Regions from separate parts of the Mus musculus genome. Here regions 1 and 3 are each linked to region 2. The links are chromatin contacts, called in public promoter capture Hi-C maps. All regions are on one chromosome and are shown on one strand. Each heading gives the region's core, a stretch centred on a gene start, on an enhancer-like site or on the middle of the called end of the contact. The rest is flanking DNA. Distances are from core to core; before and after follow the strand shown.

The links. Promoter capture Hi-C pulls out the DNA fragments that hold promoters and counts their contacts.
Region 1: a promoter capture Hi-C map of pre-B cells shows a contact between it and region 2. The contact joins the promoter of Pdhb here to the promoter of Atxn7 in region 2. A contact is called at or near these places in 3 of 39 promoter capture datasets (the HPC-7 cell line, cranial neural crest and pre-B cells).
Region 3: a promoter capture Hi-C map of pre-B cells shows a contact between it and region 2. The contact joins the promoter of Pxk here to the promoter of Atxn7 in region 2. A contact is called at or near these places in 3 of 39 promoter capture datasets (the HPC-7 cell line, cranial neural crest and pre-B cells).

Annotation. Positions count from the first base shown.
Region 1 is chr14:8,171,629-8,174,401 of GRCm38.p6, forward strand. Pdhb (pyruvate dehydrogenase (lipoamide) beta) reads right to left here and starts at 1,364. Exons shown (of 10, transcript NM_024221.3): 1 at 1,263-1,364; 2 at 1,136-1,189. The coding sequence starts at 1,304.
Region 2 is chr14:14,011,229-14,013,928 of GRCm38.p6, forward strand. Atxn7 (ataxin 7) reads left to right here and starts at 1,263. Exons shown (of 12, transcript NM_139227.4): 1 at 1,263-1,522; 2 at 1,845-2,141; 3 at 2,359-2,427. The coding sequence starts at 1,856.
Region 3 is chr14:8,096,858-8,099,557 of GRCm38.p6, forward strand. Pxk (PX domain containing serine/threonine kinase) reads left to right here and starts at 1,354. Exons shown (of 18, transcript NM_145458.4): 1 at 1,354-1,559. The coding sequence starts at 1,458.

The DNA.
Region 1 (2,773 bases), core at 114-2,613, 5.8 Mb before region 2:
ACATAAATTTAACACTCATGCAGGCAGCCCACATTCCAAGAATCTGAGGAGGCAAGGTGGCCAAGCCTGCTGAGTTTCATCTCCAGTTTCCTACATGGCGGAAGGAGGAAACGGATCCCCTGCACATTGACCACAATGTGCATGCTCACACACATAGAACGTAACAAGTACCACTTATGCCAACTAATCTTCACTAGGCGTCAGTGACAAGCTTACAGAACACTTCTGCTCTACTGCTTCATATGCACGGGCAAGAAAACTGAGCGATTGCTAAACCAGCTCCCAGGCAGTTTCCTACGGAGGAAGCATGCCAGGCTGTTTTACCAATACACTTGAAGTACTAAGACTTAGAGAACTAGCAAGGAAGGTCTAACTATGGATACTAACTACGACTAAGTATTAAGCGTTCACTAGTGCACAACACTTGACATCCACAATGCAGGTGCTGCTATGCTACTACAGTAATGTAGACTGATAAAATCCTTCTAGATATATATATGCCAAAAAAAGCATGTATCTGCAAGCCAATGTTCTCAGCACCGTAACAAATTCAAAAGATAGAAACAAACCACCCTTAAATGAATGTATAAATAAAACGTACAAAGGATATGATTCAACGTTCCAAAGGAACAAATTCTGATGAATGTATTCTACAATGTGGATGAACCTTTTTAAATAAGCCAGACACAAAAGAACAAAAGATTCAACTTATATGACGCTCTAAAACAAGAACTCAAAAAGAGCCAGAAAAGTACAATACAACAGCGGCCGAAAGAGTGTGAATTATTATCGTGTAAAGTTCTGGAAGTTGACAGTGTAGACCGTGAATTCATTCGATGCCACATTTGAACACATAAGATTTCAAAGCTACATTTTACCACAACTCCAGGGTGGGGATTAAAAGTCAGGAAAGCAGGTGGTTGTCTGTTCGACTGCCACCGGCCTCGAAGGGATGGTTACCAATATGAATGGCACCGGGCGAGGACAGAGGCAGCGCGAATCATCCGCAGGACGCGGCCGCTGTCAGGGTCCAAGATGCCACCTGGCCCTGGGGCAGACACGACCCCGATCTCTCAGGCCTGCTCCCGGGCCCCAGGGCTCCCTCCCGGCCTTGCCCGACGTCGGGACCGGTTACCTGCACCGCTGCGGGCGCCGAGCGGTGAAAACGCCTCTTCAGCAGCCCGGAAGCCTGGAAGGGAGAGAAAAAAGGGTTCAGAAAGGGCACAGGGCCTACAGTGGACGCGCTAGGGGCCGCTACCTACCTGCCGCAAGGGTCCCCGCACCAGACCAGCCACCACCGCCATCTTGCCCGTGTCCTCTACTAGCTGCCGAATGACAACACAGAAGCGCCGCAGAGCCCGTCTGACGCAGCCAATAGTAGGGCGTGACACCTTTACGTCCCACCTCTGTTCGGCAAAGCCAATAGAATGGTAACTGAGAGTCCCGTCTTCCTGAGGAAGCCAATAGCAAGGCGCTATTTCATAGGCCCCGCCCCCAGGCTTTGGCAGAGCGCGCCCTCTGGGCCCCGCCTCTGCATGCGTAGCCAACGGCTAGTTTCGACGCCTGCGAGCCCCGCCCACCTAGCGAGTCGCGGTCCAGCAGAGGTGACGTGAGGCTGCTGTTCCTCTCTGACCCGGTGCACTGGAGATAACTTTGCAGACCGCTTGCAGAGGCTGTCATGCACCTAACACGCCCTACACTCAGACTTGACTGCTGACTGCTCACGTGCTGGGACTGAGTCAGTGCAGCCTGATCCGACCGAGGCTGCTAGGACCGTAAAGCCACCCCTTTGCGGGCACTGAAGGACTTTGAGCAACGTGTGAATCTTGCACACACAACAGTGGAGGGTGAACCTACCATTATATGAAGGGCGCTGTAAATTGAATGTGAACAATAGCTTTCATGTAGGCACTAAGCGTCCACTGTGTGCCAAGTACTGTGATGTGTGCTTGATAAGTGCTTTTAGGTGGTTTCTGTTTGTATTATCTCCATCCAGGCGAGAAGAGGTGAGGAGGTTGTTCTGATCTTGCTGAATTTAGATGGCATACCGGGACTGGAGAAGCCTGAAACATAGCTTTAGCAGGACAAGAGACAGTTGAGAATAGATACTTAGATGTGGCCTTTATATTCTGCATTCAGTCTCATCGACTGTAAAAGGACACTGAGGTATGGGATCACCTCCTTCCAAACCTCCCTCATTGCTGCCATCAGGTGGTCACCATGTGAGATATATCAAATATGAGTCTTTCTTTTTTTTTTTTTTTTTTTTTAAGATTTATTTATTATTATATGTAAGTACACTGTAGCTGTCTTCAGATATACCAGAAGAGGGCATCAGATCTCGTTACGGATGGTTATGAGCCACCATGTGGTTGCTGGGATTTGAACTCTGGACCTTTGGAAGAGCAGTCGGGTGCTCTTACCCACTGAGCCATCTCACCAGCCCCAATATGAGTCTTTCTATCAAAAATTATATAAACTTGTGTTTGGGACAAGGACTTCAAATCCCCTCTCCTGCCTTGAAAAACTTTAATGTAAGTGGTTTTGGTTTTTGTTTTTCCTCACAAGGAAGTGTTTTTATGTGTAGTCCTGGGTGTCTTGGAACTCTCTCTGTAGACTAGGCTGGCCTTGAATTTACAGAGATCCACCTGCTACTGCCTTCTGAGTGCTGGGATTAAAGGTTTATGCTACCACCAACCAGTCCATAGTTTTTCTTCTTACCACTATTTTTCTATGGCTTAAATGTTCCAAATTCTATTTACTAGCAACTTAA
Region 2 (2,700 bases), core at 13-2,512:
AGGGTTTCTCTGTATAGCCCTGGATGTCCTGGAACTCACTCTGTAGACCAGGCTGGCCTTGAACTCAGAAATCCGCCTGCCTCTGCCTCCCAAGTGCTGGGATTAAAGATGTGTGCCACCATGCCAGGCTCAGTTTTTAAATTAAGGAAAATATATTCCAAACTTCAGTTAGTTGAATCTGTATGTAGGTGTATAGCCTGAGTGTTCAAAAAGCAACTGTCCTTTGATAAACACTCAGCAGATTCCTTTTTGGATTTCTTGGTGTGCAATCCAGTGGGGGGGGGGGACCCTATAGACACATTTCTAAATGTGTCTCACAGAAATTGTGTTTCTGCTTTATTTATTTAAGACAAGCTCTTACTGTGTTTCTCAGTCTCACCTGTATTACGATGCTGCACACTTGCTTCAGCCTCCCAAACACTGGGGACTCTGGGTGCATACCACACCCAGCTCAAGCTTTTAAACTTGCACCTATGTCAAACCCCTTCTCCAAGTCCTGGCTTTAATATATTATGGAAACATTTTCATATGCACTTTTGCGTTCATTTTAACATTTGAAAGGTTTTTTGTACTTCAACAGAGATGTTGGTCACATCTGTCTTACTAAATATTTGCCCCCCCCCCCAAAGCCAACAGATAATAGCAGCAAGTCGAGAAAGCTCACCTCTTCATACAGTCCCAGAAGGCACCTGTAAGCCTGAGGCTCTGAGCAGGCTAAAAAGATGCTGCTTTACTGAAATGAGATAACAGCTTAATAGGAACTAAAGGCACCCTGTGGTGGTCCACTCCTGTGCTTTACTTGTTTGATGGTCGGGGAGGGGGTGACTGTATGTGCTAGTGCTTATTAATTTGTGATCCAAATCTGACGAACGTCTGGTATATTCCTTAAGCCATGGGGGTCTCATCGGATTCTAGGAAAGACAGCCATAAATAGTGAGAGACTAACAACCCAACTTTAAAGTGATACACTGATTTTGTAGCTTCCTTCTTGCTGGAGAAGAAATTCAAGTTCGCAGGACACAGTGTGACCTTCAGTTGTGGGCACTCAAGTGCACGTTCCTGGCTGGCCAAGCAGCAGGGGCTCGATGCGGACGCCTGGGCTAACACCTGGGCGGCATTTTCACACCTGCCACTGGCAGCTTTGGTTTCTGGGCGTCCGCACAGTGGCTGCTTCCCATTCATGCTCCAGCTACTGTGCAGCCTCCCGCGAGCCCAGAGCGAATTGCTGGTGCCCGGGGCTCCGGAGGGAGGGCCTGGGCGACGCTTTCGTTACTGCGCCGGGGCCGACCGGCAGGCTCTTCCATAGGTGGCTGCGTTTCCGACTTCGCCCTGGCTCCACTCCGGGGGCTTGACGTGCAAACTTCGCCGGAGCGAGCAGAGAGGGAGGGACCGGCGAGGGGGAGGAGGCGACAGGAGGCGCCTCCGCTTAAGGGAGCCGGCCGGGCGCCGCCGCTCGGACGGACGCGCGGACGGAAGGAAGGAGCGGGGCTGCCGGCTGGGCCGGGATGCGAGCGCCCGCAGGGTGGGCAGCCGCGGGCCGGGGCGCAGGCAGGCCTGAGGTCGCGGCAGTTCGGCTCCGGGCGCTGGCCTCCCGAGCCGGGCCCGGCAGGGCGGCCAGCGCCGCAGTGGCAGCCGCAGCCGGCGCCCTACGAGGGCCGCGGGAGGCGAAAGCGAAAGCCGGTGGCGCCGCGGACTTTGCGCCCGGGCGGGGAGGCGGGCGGCGGCAGGGGCCGGGGGCTGACAGCACCGCGGGCCTGCGGGCCGCGCACGCCGCCGGAACTCCGCGGAGCCTCCTTAAAAGCGGCCCCCGCGCCACTCTTTTCCCCCTTTTTGTTACATTGTAGGAGCGGAAAGAATGTCGGAGCGGGCCGCGGATGACGTCAGGGGGGAGCCGCGCCGCGCGGCGGGCGGAGCAGCGGCCGCCCGGCAGCAGCAGCAGCAGCCACAGCCTCTGCAGCCCCAGCGGCAGCACCCGCCGCTGCGGCGCCCACGGGCGGAGGACGGCGGCACCGGGGACACCACCACCTCGGCCGCCGCCATGGCGACGGTTGGGGAGCGCAGGCCCTTGCCCAGTCCCGAAGCGATGCTGGGACAGTCGTGGAATCTGTGGGTGGAAGCTTCCAAACTTCCTGGGAAGGATGGTGAGTGTCCACGCCTCCTGGTTCCCCCCGCCCCCCCGCCCCCCTCCTCTGGCCCCGATCCCCTCCCCCGCGCCGTGTCCTGTGGCCGCCCCCACGGGGGTCAGAGATGCTATCTTCTGCTGGGTGCCCACACCTACCCGGAGCGTGCGTGAGCGTGCGTCACACTCCTAGCCACTGACCTGCCTCTCCCCTCCTCCTGTGTGTGTATATCTCCTAGGGACCGAATTGGATGAAAGTTTCAAGGAGTTTGGGAAAAACCGCGAAGTCATGGGGCTCTGCCGGGAAGGTGAGTCCAGCCCCCCTGGTGGAGTTTGTACCCAACCTTGGGGAAGTTTTCTTGTTGCTTCAGCCCACCTTCCCTGCTTGCCACATTGAGGTCTCTGCTGAAGAGGATGGAAGAGGGTGGGTAGAACATTTAGGAAGAAATCTCATTTCTAGGGGCTCTCTGTAATGGGCAGCAACCTGGATCCCTTCTGGAAAGGGCAATTCAAAGTGATGGGCATAGGAAGCAGGCAGGGAGTTTAACATATATCTCTTTAGTTATGGACAACACCTGGAA
Region 3 (2,700 bases), core at 104-2,603, 5.9 Mb before region 2:
TGAGATGCAAGAAGAGGTCTCATTGATTTAGGGCTAAATTAAGAAGATCCCCAGGTCTCCTCTGAGCATTGGCCCCTGAAGGCACTCTGGTGTCACTTGGCTCCTTGGGGTTGCCCAGCAATCTCTAAGCCTGAACTCTGAAGAGAATAACCGTCAAGAGCAATCTAGACCTTTGCTATGATGTCATCGCAGTGGTGATGGATGCACAAAGAAGCTTGGTTTCTATGAATAAAATAATAGAAATTCAGTGGAAACAAGCAGAAATAAATCTCTGTTCTGTGAATTGTCAGGATGGAATGCATATTGTTTGAGATTTTAAATATGTGCAAAGTTCCTTCCTGTCCAATTGCATTCCTATTACACATTCTACATGGCATTTACTTAGTTTTGCCAATGGAAGAGTGAGGTCTCAGGGTGTGTGTGGTGTGTGTGTGTGTGTGAGAAAGAGAGAGAGAGACTTATTCAAGATCACACAGACCCTCAACAGGGTCCTAGTCATCTGATCTAAGTTTAATTTCATTATTATCCTGGAAGGCTGTGGTCTTGGGTTAAGGTGAGCAGGGTAGATTTGGTACTGACAAGTTGATCATCAAGTTTGATAGTTCTGAGTTTGAGGTTCTTGGAGCCTGTTCTAGGACCGACCAAATATTCTCACCGTCTAAGAGATCTGAGTGTTCTTTGGTTTCAAAGACTTTAAAGCTCAACTGTGAGCTAGGACCAAGCATACAAGCAGGGAAATCTTTGCATCAGTTATTTTATTTTATTTTTCCACCTCTGTCTTAAAGCTTATTGTTTAAAGATTAGGAACTAAACCCCGTGGGATCCAGTTATGAGAGTGTGGCACCTAGGTTCTCCTGAAGATCCAGGTTTAAAACATGAATCCAGATTTGGTTTACAAAGTTTGGTCTATAAACTCAGACTGAGAAGCCACCCTGAAGTTGTTTTTTGTTATATCCTGAGTCCTAAGGTCCTTGGGCAGGAAAGTGTGATTAGGAGCAGTAGGGTCTCAAATCTACCAGCCTGAGTTTCTGAACGGTTCATCTGAAAAGCTCAGTTCTGTTAGAGTCCAGAGAAGCAGTGCGAGATGTGGTGGTAATGGTTTAGTTTTGTGCTCCTCGCCCGAGGCCAGGAGCTCACAGTACTGAGTATACGCTGCGGGGGCGAGGAGGCGCCAAGAGAGCAAGGGACATAATGCCTCTGACTGCAACCATGGGACGACGATAGCAGTCACCTACCCTGCCGTGAAGAACGGCGCTAGGACCCAGCGAGGTCGGGCAGACTGGTGTTGACAGCCGGCAGGCAGAGACGACCGGCGCTAGGACCCGCGGGCGGCGGCGGCGCGCGGGGCGCGGGGCGGTGCGCGTTGACAGCAGCGGCGGCGGGACGCGGCGGGTGGCGGGGCTCGGCGCCTCCGGTTCCTGCCCCGGCTTCAGAGGCAGCGGCGGCGGCGGCCCGGGATGGCCTTCATGGAGAAGCCGCCGGCTGGCAAGGTGCTGCTGGACGACACGGTGCCGCTGACAGCGGCCGTCGAGGCGAGCCAGAGTCTGCAGTCGCACACGGTGCGCGGCTGGGGCGGGAGGCCGGGGCCGAGGGCGGGGGCCGGGCGAAGGCCGGACGGCGGCGCGGCGCGGCAGGGCGCGGGCACCGGAGCCGGGCAGGTGTGTGAGCCCGCTGCCTCCCTCCTGCCGGGCCGCGGCCGGGGCGGCGTGCCCGCGCATCCCAGACCCCCTGGAGTGGCTTAGGGGAGCCCTCGGTGCTCGTAGTACGCACAGGCGAGTTCATTTCTGCCACATGCAGTCTTTTATGGGGCTTTAAAGCCACGCTTGCTTTCATTTGCCGGTACTTCCCCCCCTTTTTCCTTTTGGAAAGGTGCTCTATGTCTTGTAATTTACAAGCAGTAAACCCTAGGAACCAGTAAAAACCGGGGAGCTTGTAGCCTCTAGGACTTGATCGAGGAAATGATGAATGGGGTGGGGGTGGGATTGGGATTCCTGAGATTGTAATGTTTTGTCAGGCCAGCAAATCAGATTCCAGCCCAGAGTCTTGTTTATCAAGCAGTGTTTGGGGGTTCATCATCTGGAGGCTAAAGCCCCACAAAAGCCTTCTGTGTCTCTGTCTCTTTGTCTCGCCGTCTCTTTTTCCATCTCGCTGTCTCTGTCTCTTGTTTCTGACGTTCCCTGTGTGTTTATCTCTGTTTCTGTGTGTGTATGTTCAAATTCTTCGCTAGTCAAAGAGATCTTTCATTCTGATGTATTAAAGCAGGACTTTTTAGAGCCCTGTTACCTCTCCGACAGCCTTGCTTTGTAGGTCAGGATTGTTGAAAGCATTTATTCTCACTTAGAGAAATGACTGTCTTTTTTTAAAAAATGCACTTTTTCTCCCAATGGTAGGTAACATCCTAAGTCCTATTGTAGAAACTTATGAAAGGCACCAAAAATCTATGAGTTTGTTGCGCTTGTAATTTGTTGCAAAGTGAGTATTTAAGGCCATGTTTATGGAAGGTAATAATAATTCTTTCAAATTATGTTTTTTGACTGGATTACTGGCAAGTAAGTCTTATAACCTCATAGGGTGTTTTAGGTCTATTTAATACTAAAGAGATGGATGCTCAGAGACCACTTCCTCTAGAAAGCCTTCCTTCCTGCGTAGCTATTACCCTAGGCAGTATGGACACCAGGATGGTTCTGTAATTTCCTCTCT